Linked DNA regions of Ovis aries: region 1 is linked to region 2. A link is a contact called in public Hi-C data. All regions are on one chromosome and are shown on one strand. The core of a region is the stretch at or near the end of the contact, and the rest is flanking DNA. Distances in the headings are between cores, read along the strand shown. Region 1 overlaps LOC132657438 (a long non-coding RNA gene). Region 2 holds the start of HEXD (hexosaminidase D).

Evidence for each region. Hi-C and Micro-C count contacts between places; a contact is called where the count stands out from the background.
Region 1: a Hi-C map of hypothalamus shows a contact between it and region 2, with 2.2 times the contacts expected there. The contact joins the enhancer-like site here to the promoter of HEXD in region 2. A contact is called at or near these places in 3 of 16 Hi-C or Micro-C datasets (hypothalamus, liver and skin fibroblasts).

The regions. Positions count from the first base shown.
Region 1 is chr11:49,928,700-49,934,043 of ARS-UI_Ramb_v3.0, forward strand. All of the region lies in intron 1 of LOC132657438 (a long non-coding RNA gene), which reads right to left. Among named protein-coding and RNA genes, the nearest start is that of UTS2R, 69 kb to the left of the region's middle. Within about 2 kb of position 4,057, at least 3 of the 54 cell types and tissues checked have an H3K27ac peak or open chromatin away from gene starts, as enhancers often do. A contact at or near this core is called in hypothalamus, where this site is marked.
Region 2 is chr11:49,828,488-49,833,637 of ARS-UI_Ramb_v3.0, forward strand. It overlaps HEXD (hexosaminidase D), which reads right to left and starts at 3,840. Exons shown (of 13, transcript XM_042256217.1): 1 at 3,111-3,840; 2 at 2,762-2,811; 3 at 1,573-1,707. The coding sequence starts at 2,776. OGFOD3 (2-oxoglutarate and iron dependent oxygenase domain containing 3) reads left to right here and starts at 3,606. Exons shown (of 9, transcript XM_027974314.2): 1 at 3,606-3,811. The coding sequence starts at 3,738.

The DNA of each region.
Region 1 (5,344 bases), core at 2,807-5,306, 100 kb after region 2:
GGTCAGGAAAATCCCCTGGAGGAGAGCATGGCAACCCACTCCAGGATTCTTGCCTGAAGAATGCCATGGACAGAGGAACGTGGTGGACTACAGTCCATGGGGTCACGAAGAGTCAGACACGACTGAAGTGCCTAAACACATATGTTTTCAACCTCAGCTCACCATTCCTCTCCCAGATGGATAGCAAAAACTTCACTGATCTCAGAGCCACTGGCACACCCATCAATAGACCTATTACATCAACTAAATGTAGTGTCAGGTCAATTTCCTCTTAGCCAGGCCTCAGAGACGCTCTGGGCCAGACTGAGGCCAGACTGGAGGGAGGCGGGGTCTGGATCACTGCGGTCACACATCTGCACCCAGCTTCACATCACACATGACGCTCCAGGCCTCGGGAACGTTGAGGCCTGATTGTCAGACCACATAGGAAAACCACCAGGGCCCAGTGGATAGGATGTTTCCAGGAGATGGTGTCCACCCTGTGTTCCAGCTCAAACCACCTACACACAACTTCTAGACACCAAGAGTAGATGGTTGTCCTATACAGAAGGTGCGAGGGGGCCCAGGTCCTTGCAGGGCAGCACAGATCCCAGGTCAAAGACCCACCTCAGCCCCACATCCTGAAGCTTCCCCGAGAGTCTGCAGCGGGTCTCTCGACCATCAGAGCTGAGACCACCCCAAGCCTCTACCCCGCAGTGGAACGCTCCAGCCCTGTCTCATACCACATGGCTGTGAGGTCAGCTCTGGGCTCTACAAGGAAGGCAGACCCAATTCAGAGTCAGTGGGTGCTCAGCCTGAAGAACACTCTGGGCCGTGCCCTGCAGATGCCTGATTCATGGAAACTCTTTAATATCAAAAGACCCATGGACACTCCAGACTCAGTCCTGCTTAAGAGGAGATTCACCATCCTCTTTTATTCACCCTGGGCCAAGAGGAAGGCAGAGGAGGGGGACTCAGCCTCTAGGCCACAGTCCTCCACCCAAGGATGGGCTGCGGGCACCAGTGGGCCCAGAAGGCCTGGGGAGATCCTGGCTGCTATGGGAGCCTCGGCCCTGGGAGAGCGGCCACATTTCCAGGCCTTCAACCCAGGGTCCCAAAACTACAGACTGAGGCCCAGGTGGTCACCATTGTCCTGGCCTCCCTACAACACCAGATGCTGGGAGGGACTGACCTCTCCACAACAGCCCCGGTAGCCAGTAGCAATGAATGAGGTCTTGGGCCTGGAGAGGAAGAATGCTGAGTGGCCCAGAGACTGAGAAATGGGGCCCCCTGCAGCATCAGGAGAAAGGGACACAAATACCTATAAGTGGGGGGGAAGTTTTTGTCTGATGGATTCTTTACCATCTGAGCCTCCAGGGGAGCCACAGAGTGACCCTAGAAAATGCCTTTGCATCTGGCTGATATTCCTCCAGCGTTTGGGGTTCCCAGCCACATCCCATGGCCACACAGACCAGCTGGGTTTAACGCATTCATTTCCTTGGAATGTAGCAATATTGTTCTTTTTTTTTCTTTCATAAAGTTTATGTGGGTAGCTAGCAGCTGAAACCAGATATATCAAAATGTCCATCTCCCCATCATGCCTGAAAGCCACCTATTCTTGCAAAGAGTTCTGCTGCCCTCCCAGTTCATGGTGAGCGTGCCCATCTCCCTATATAGGAAGAGAGTGGCTGTGGGTTCATGCCCCTTGTCTCATGGGTGCCTCAGGCAGGCAGGGTCACTGCAGGCTGGGTGCGGGTGGCAAGTGAGGGTGCGGAAGGGACTGGGCACCTGTCAGCACTGTCACTGAGAGTTGTTTGCCATCGATGGCTCCCTGCTCCCACCATCGGCAGAAAGCTCAGTCTTGTCTCTTCCAGCAAGAGTCAGGCCGTTACCTCTGGACCAGGCCACTGTGCCCCTGGGCGTGGCCCTGTCGGTGCTCCCTGCCCTGCTGCCTAGAGACATGTGGAAGTCCGGGTGCCTTTGGAGTTGAGGCCACAGGCTCCCCTGCTGAAGGTTCCCAAGGAGGGAAGGCCGCAGCACGCCTCTGCTCAGATGCCCTCTGACTCGCGCCCGCTGCCTCCCCAGTGCACAGGGGCTGGGGGAGGCGCACCTTCCACCCTGGTTTCAGGTCTCCCGTGTCCCCTGCCCCCACCTGCAGGAACGGATGCTGCCCTGTGAGCCAGGCTGGGGCTCCCCTGGTTCCCGTGAGGCACAGAGGGGGACTGAAGCCTGTGACCTGGGTCCAGCTACCCCGCCCTTGCCTACCAGGCCACCGAGGGGACTTAGGATTCACGCTTCTGGCGTGCACGGATTAAGGAAAGTCTTTGATCCTAAAGGCCTGAGTGATGCTGATTCGGCGAAACCTCCCACCCTGGCCCCACCTGTGAAACGGAGAGGCGGCCCCGCAGACATGGAGCCCTCAGCCCCAGACCTTCACTCAAACACGCCAGACACCACAGGCGCAAACCTGGGACGCTGCTGGGAGACTTTCCTTTTTCTCTCACCACCCCATAAAAATAGCATCTCCTTCAAAACACACCTCCTAGGAGGCTAGGACAAAATGCTGAGGATTAAACGTTCTGGGCAAACCATAGCAAAGCGGCCTCAGTGCCTGGCCGCCTGCCCTCGTGGAGACCGGGCTCCTCACCGGCTCTCATCTGAGTGAATGGCTGAGGCGCTCCATGAATAACACATTTGTCAGTTAATAACCATCTCTAAGATTTATTTCAGTTTAGTTTATTTGTTTTGAGGTCAGAGAAAACCCAAGCTTGCTCGGAGAATGAGCCGGGAGGGCCAGCCCCGGGCCGCAGGCGCAGGTGGCACGCGCTCCGCTTCCGCTCCGTGACGGCCCTGCCCGGGGGCTGCGGACGCGCCTGCGCTGGAGGATCCGCGGGACGCGCGAGGGCCGCTCTCGTCACCGCCGCCCACCCCGCTGCTGCGCACGGCGCGGGACGCCATGAGGGCACGTCCCGAAGGCCATCATGAGGGGACCCAAAGAGGAGACACTCCGAAGGGAGAAGCGTGAGAGGAGGCCGCAAGGGGACACCATGAGGGAAACGCCATCCGGGGATGTCACGAGAGGACACCATGAGGGCAGCCGTGAAGGGAACCTCGTGAGGAGACGCCATGGGGGAAACCACTGGGCACACTACGAGGGGAACAGGCTCAGGGGACGCCACGAGGGGTGATAAGGAGGAGACCCCGCGAGGAAGGAAACGTCATCCGGGGAAGCCAGGAGGGAACCTCCTGAGGAGATGCCGTGAGGAGAATATCAAGGGAACAGCCATGTGCGGAACTTGAGGGGAACCGTGAGAGGACTCTGTGAGGGGATATCAGGGGGCTGTGCCCTGAGGGGACATTGACAGGCACACAAAGTGCCCAACAGAGGCATAGACACGCCTCCTGCTTTACCTAATGCCTCAGCTCCCAGCTCCATGTGGGAAGAATATGCCCACCCCTGGCCGAATGAGGACCTCGCCTGGAAGCAGGAGCATAGATATGGCGAGGACCCTGCTCAGGTGCCCAGTTCCTGCTGTGCGTTGCACTTTTGTTTAAAGACCCACAACTAGACAAAACCAGCACATGAAGACAAGACTGAATCACACCCATAAGTCTTTGGGTGGTGAAGGATTATGGAAACTGGGGGCTTCCAGGAGCCCTTGCCCTGCCCCACTGGCCTGTGCAGGCCCCTCAGGTTTCTGGGGATCCCAACGACACTGGGGCGCAGCCCTGTGGCGGCAGCTTCTGCTCCCAGGCCTGCTCCTCTCGTGCTCACTCACTGTTTCCCAATGGCGCCCCCTGGTGGTGACTTCAGGCTGCATGGCCTGTGTGTCCCCACCCCAAACCGCAGCCTCCAGAAAGGAGCCCCAGCCCAGTGCTGGCCTGGCTCTCATCAGAACCAAAACTAAGAGCCTGTCCCTGAAAACGCCTGAGCACTCCCGACTCTGAGCTGTCTGGCCTCTAATCCGTGATCTGTGGAGTCAGGGTGCTGCACCCTCAGGGTCCTTTGCTCTCTCCCAGCAGAGCCCTGTGTGGGGGGTTGGGGGCATGTGGAAGCCATCCCCGGTCCAGCTCTGCTGCCACCCCAGCCCCACAGACCTGCTGTGAGTGTGAGCTGGCCATGTGTGTGAGTGCGGGTGTGCAGTGTCTGAGTGTGCCTGCATGCGCCCCTTGTGTTGGGTCTGTTCCCAGGGCCTTGGAGCAGGTACCTTGGTTCCTAGATCCCTCCTGCCTCCAGCAGATCTAGTGAATTAAAGTCAATAGAAGACTTGACTAATAACCCCAGGACCCTGAGGTGCAGAGGGCTGGACCCTAAGGCAGGAATCACAAGCTTAGAGGACTGAGAACCAGATGTTAGCCAAGGCCACTCTGGGGAAGGATTTTCTGCTTATCTGCGTTTTCCAAGGCTTCTAAAATGAACATGAACTACTGTGCAAATAATAAACACACAGCGGTAACATTCTCACCCGGTCTGTAGCCTATGTCCACAGTCTGGGTGAAGCAGAGACACAGAGAAGCATCAAGAAGGGCAAAGGGGTGGCCCATCCAGCCTTCCCCTGCAGATGGAAACCCAGGCCATGCAGAAGCCTGTGAGTAGGGTGGAGGGGTGTGGGTGTTATGTCACTGAGCTGGGTTTGACAGCAAATGGGCAGGGGGCGGTGTTAGGAAATTAAAATGGAGGAAGTCTTGTTCAGGTTTCAGCCGCTGGAGAGAAGGCCTCTGACTGACTTCTGATCTTGCCTGGACTATGTGCCTACTTGCAAACACACAAATTGTTACCAGCAAGTCAAGTGGCACTTTGGATAAGAAAGGGAATGGGGCTTGGATTTTCTTGAGCCCCTGGAGTTCTAGCCAATCCCTGGGGTCCGGAAAATCTCGTGACTCACAAGGTGAAACAAACAACATTGTAAAAGCTAAAGAAAACCAGAGCTGCATTTTTGCATACCCACAGATGATGATATCAGCTGGCATCCTGGGATTATATGCAGGAGCCTCCAAAACTGCAATTTGAAGTCTCACCTGCATGATGGGGACCTTTTCCCAGTTGGGAATCCATATGGCTGTGGTCGAGGGACTTTCCAGCTCTGTCTAAGTCTAGAAGTTGGTCGGCCCCATGTGGTGATGTATGTACTGTTACTTTTCTCTATTGTTTCTATGTCTCTTCTTTTAATGGCTGTATATTGAAATTAAGCCAAATAATCTGCTAGTAAATGTTGAAATTGTTTGTTGTGTGACAAGTGATTGGTTTCTTTTGTTAATGAATCCTTCGAACCAAAAACGAAAGTAAAACTTTCAGCAAAATGGTGAGGGGAGGGGTGGCCCCGAAGTCACCCAGCCAGGTGTGATGCGACACCAGCCTGAGGAC
Region 2 (5,150 bases), core at 2,590-5,089:
ATTACAGAACTGTGTCATCTGCTTTGTGGTCACATGGTGCTGGTGCGCCTTCACTGTTACTCAGATCATCGTCCTCTATTTTCTGGCAATGTTTCTCTATGGCACCGCCACACTCCTTTCCTATTGCTCATTTTACAGTGAGATGTGTTTTCCTGTATTTTGGAGAGCAGGTTCTTATGTTTCGGATGGAGCTGGGCCAGCCCCGGGCTCCCTCTGCAGCTGTTACATAAAGGATTAGCAGTTATGGACTTTGTGCAGCTACTTCCATAGCACTCAGTCTTCACTCCCTCTGGATCCTGTTCCTCCAGCATTTGAAACTTCTCTCTTCTTTACCTCGATGTTACTCCCCAGTTCTAGATGGAGTCTTTTCCCAACATTGCATTCTGAGTGTGGGGTTCTGTCCTTCTGGAAGAAGTTTCTGGAAAGTATTTTGGAATGCCTTGAGGTCTTGAGCACTCATCGTCAATCTGGAGCCAGTGATATCTCATCCAGTTTCTGACTTACCTTTATTTGTTGGGCTATTTTGTGGGTTCCCTGGTCTTGAAGTCATCTGAATTCTTTTTTTTTTTTAATATTCATTTTTATTTATCTGGCTGCACTAGGTCTTAGTTGCAGCACGTGAGATCTTTGATCTTCACTGTGGCATGCAGACTCTTATTTGCATCATGTGGGATCTAGTTTCCTGACTGGGGATCGCGCTTGGGCCCCCTGTATTGGGGGCTTGGAGTCTTAGCCACTGAACCACCAGGGAAGATCCTAAATTCTTTTTTATCTTTCCTCTACCATCCCCTGCCCAGCTGCTAACCCCACAGGAGTGTTGAGCTGTCTATCCGTGGTTTGGCCCCACCCCTTGCATTTTGGCATTCACAGGGAAACCCTGATAACTTACATTTGTTTTAGAGTACATGCTTTTCCTGTGGCTGCCATAACAAGTCATCACAAACGGGGGGCTTGAAATAGTAAGAATGTATTCTTTCACAGCTTGGGAGGATGAAGCCTAAAATCTAGGTGTCAGCAGGGCCGTGCTCCCTCCCAGGCTATAAGGGGCATCCTCCCTGTCTCTTCCGGATTCTGCGAATTTCTGGCATCCTTAACCCTCCTGGGCATGCAGATGCATTGATTCTAGTCTCTGCCTCTGTCCTCATGTCATCTTCCCTCTGTGTCTATTGTCCCCTCTCCTTATACAAACACCACTTATTGGATTAGAGCTCACCCTGTTCCCATATGACTTCATCTAATGTCAAAGACATCTGCAAAGACCCTATCTTTAAATCACAGGTCACATTAACAGGTCTGCTTGGTTAGGATTTAAATATATCTTTTTAGGAGACAAGATTTGGTTCACAACAGAGGTTGTGGGGTTTTGTCTTTTCTGTTTTTCTTTTTGCTATCCTGGTTGCTATCTGCTTTGTGAGGGGATATGGGGGAAATTCAAGATCTATGCTGCTGCCATCACGCCTCAACTCAGAACCCATGGTTGTGTTCCAAGAATGTGTCTACAGAACACTGTTCACAACTTCATAACCAAACCCAAGGCAAAGTGATTCTCTAAAGAAGAAAGGGAGCTCTTACCTCCGAGAGGTAGCAGACCTTTGGCGGGGCTCCTTTCAGGTCCAGATGAACTAGTCGCATCTTAAATGGTGAGGAACCTGACATCTCACTATTTTTTGAGGTCATATAACTAAAAAATCTCTTTTCTGGGCACTTCTTCCTAGTGAAGAAATTAATGGTTATGTCCTTCCAATGTCTGTTTCAATTCTGATATGAACTAGGAGGAAACTCATTTCACCAACATGAAATGTATCAAGATGTCTGTCTCCACGTTCAAATACAAGGACCCTTGTCATACAGCACTGGTTTCCTTATAAGATGGCTATAATCTACAATAATACAAATGACTGCAAAATAATTGCCTGTTTTAAAAACTGTCTTATCCTATATATACTATGCCAGTGAAAACAGGCAAATATTTCTTAAACATTTTTCAGGCCCCACAATATGATGCTTCTGTAGAAAACTGATCCTCAATTTTATTCTACTTTAAACAGTATTTAAAATAATTCGCATTTTTAGAGTTTGAGTCAGCTTGGTTGCAGGGAGGGAGAAACTGTAAAAATTTATCCTAGGTCAGAGAAAACTGTCTAGGATTTAAAATAGGCCATTGATAATTTAAAAACAAGTAAGTCACAAGTTTATCAGTGCTGACTAGTTTATGTTAAACTAGAGGAGGTATCTGGATGAAGCATAAAACACATAGAATTAGACAGGAAAAGGAAAGAAAATCTCTGTATATTGGTCATATATTCAGCTCCACAATTCAAACTACTCATTCTGTGCAAGGATTCATAAATCCCTGACCTTAGGGACTTTATAATATAGCAGAGAAAATAACATAACGCACATAGAAATCAATCAGTTTGATTGAAAAAAATAAATTATATTCAAAACAATCTCAATGACAAAGTTCTTAAGGCAATTACCTAAATTGCTATCTGAGAAGCGGATGAGTTAAGACAAAGCATTTTGAAAAACTGAAATGTTTCAAAGCTGAGTTGCTTTACATTTTGAAAAAATAATAAAAAAGAAAACTCTAACAACCCCCTCTCCCACTATAACCCAAATGTATTTTCCAGAGAATAGAGTTAAAATAAAAAATTTTGAGCTGAGAAGTCTGTATTAGTCCTGGGTGTGCTTCCTTGTGTTTAGAGAGAAATCTTACTTTTCTATAGCCCTACAGCAGGAATGAACACCGACATCTTACCTGTTTCAGACACATTCAGAGTTGTTTACCAAAGTAAGTTGCTGCAAAATCTAAATGGAAAGGATACAGAGAAGTCAGTATTCCCTCTTTCAAGTGTGTAGTTCTTTGATTCCCTCCTGCACGAGGTCTATATATATATGATTATTTCAGACTTGGGCCAATTGTCACTATTGTTATCAGACAACCTGGTAGGTAGATCCGCAATTGTCCCAGTCTCTTGGACTTCTAGGTAAGTTGCCAGGCGATGGCATCTGATTTCCCCAGTTTGGGGACTGTTGGGCAGATCACTTTTCTTATTCAATGAGTCCAGACTCCCCCCCCCCCCCCCCGGTATCAATGAATTACTCACCTTCATCAGACTTAATCCTTATGAATGAATCTCACTAATTCCCCTCATTCAGAATCTTAGGTATCTTGACAGGACTGGTTAAGATCTTACTTCTTGCCCACTGGACGGGAAATTGAATGTTGTAAACTAAACAGCAGGCCTCACAGATACAAAGCACCAACAGGACCCAGTGCCCTCAGGTGTGGCATGGGCCCAGGAAGAGGAGCGTTGGAAATCCCACAGGAGAGGGTGCGGAGACCCTGGGAGGAGGGCTTGGACACCGCGGGGAGAAGGCTTCCAGACTCTAGGAGGAGTTGGAGACCCCGGTAGAGCACGCACGGCGGGGCAAGGACACGCTTCAGTAGAAGGTTCGGAGGCTTGTCAGGTTCCCCGGAGGTCAGGGGAGGCGGGGTACGGCCAAGGCAGGTGCGCCGCGGGGAGCAAGCCAGGTCCGCGCTCGGGTCCCCGCCCTGCCCCGCTCGGCGCTCGACCTCCGATTGCTCAGGCCTGGTCACCAGTCCGGAGGTTGAAGGCTGAGGGTGTCGCTTCGCGTGCCCGGCTGCGCCGGCCTCGCGCTACCTCTCGCAGCGCTCGTCCCGGGCTTGTGGCGGCTCCCGCATTCGGCCTAGCTTCGCGGCAGCGTGGCTAATGGCACCTCAGCGGAGGGGTGCTCCCAAGGCCCCGGAGGGCAGCGGGGCGGCGGAGCGCCGGCGCCAGAGCAGGTACCAGATAGCGCCGGGAGCGCGCGAACGGTGGTATGGGCGGGGCCTGGCCGAGGGGCGGGGCCTAACAGGGGCGTGGCGTGGTGTGGCTGTGGGCATGGCCCGGTCAGAAAAAGGTGGATCTGGTGCAGGCAGGGCCTTTCCCGGAAAGGCACTGCAGTGTGGGTGTGGCCTGGCCGCGAGGGGCCTGGTTTGTGGTTGGGCGAATCGGGCGCCTAGAGGGGCGTGGTCGTCTGGAGGGCGTAGCCTGCAGAATCCCTCCCGGACCGCGCAGGAAGGGGTTGGGCGGGGTCGGGCGGAGCTGCCGGTCGGGAAACCCTTGACCTCCGCCGCAGTGTGTACCGAGGGCTTTGTACCGAGAGCTTTGTGCCGAGAGCTTTGTGCCGAGACCACGCACGGGGACTGGGACTCAGAGGTCCCCATCGTCTGGTCTCCGCGTGCTTTTCTCAGGGCTGTGCACGATATGGTTCTCCGTTGGGGGACCCGATGAATGAATAAATGATCTCATCAGGTAGCCTTCGAGGGGATTCTGCCTAAAGCTTTCAGAGCCGGAGTGTATTCACTTCAGGATAAATTACTTTCTCGTCGTGCTTGCCCCATGGGCCATGGACCTTGCTTCAAATCCACTTCTGTTTTGGCAAGATTCTCAGTGTGCATTTGGGCCAGCTTACCCTGAACAGAGGTGCTTATTTTGAGGATACCTCAGGGAAGTATTGCTTCCAAATCTGGTCCAGGAGGCTGTTTTTTCCCCTCTTGACTCTACCTCCTTCTCTGTCCCTTTCTGTCTCAGCACCCGGGGTGTCCGAGGCGAAGGTGTCAACAGCTTTGTGCCCACAGTAGGATTTCAGCCCCTGCTGCTGAGATGGGCTGGCAGTCTCCCTGCCCTACTGGGGAAGAGAAATTTTGGCCCCACTGGAGTTAGGGGCCCACCCTTGTCTAGTTAGAGGAGACCAGGTGGGCTAGAGGCTAGACAGCAGTTCTAAGGGTGAGGATGAGGGTCTTTGTGACCTGGGTATCTATGCTCCCTGTTTAAAATGAGCATGTATCCACCCAATATGGTCTGACTCAGCTGTGCCCACCTTGAGACTTAGTTAATCGGAATTTGTGTGTTAGAAAGTAAAAGTGTGAAAGTGTTAGTCGCTGAGTCATCTCCGACTCTTTGCAACCCCATGTACTGTACCCTCCAAGCTTTTCTGTCCATGGAATTCACCAGGCAAGAACACTGGAGTGGGTAGCCATCCCTTCTCCAGGGGATCTTCCCAACCCAGGGATCAAACCCTGGTCTCCTCCATTGCAGGCGGATTCTTTACCCTCTGAGCCAGCAGGGAAGCCTGTGTGA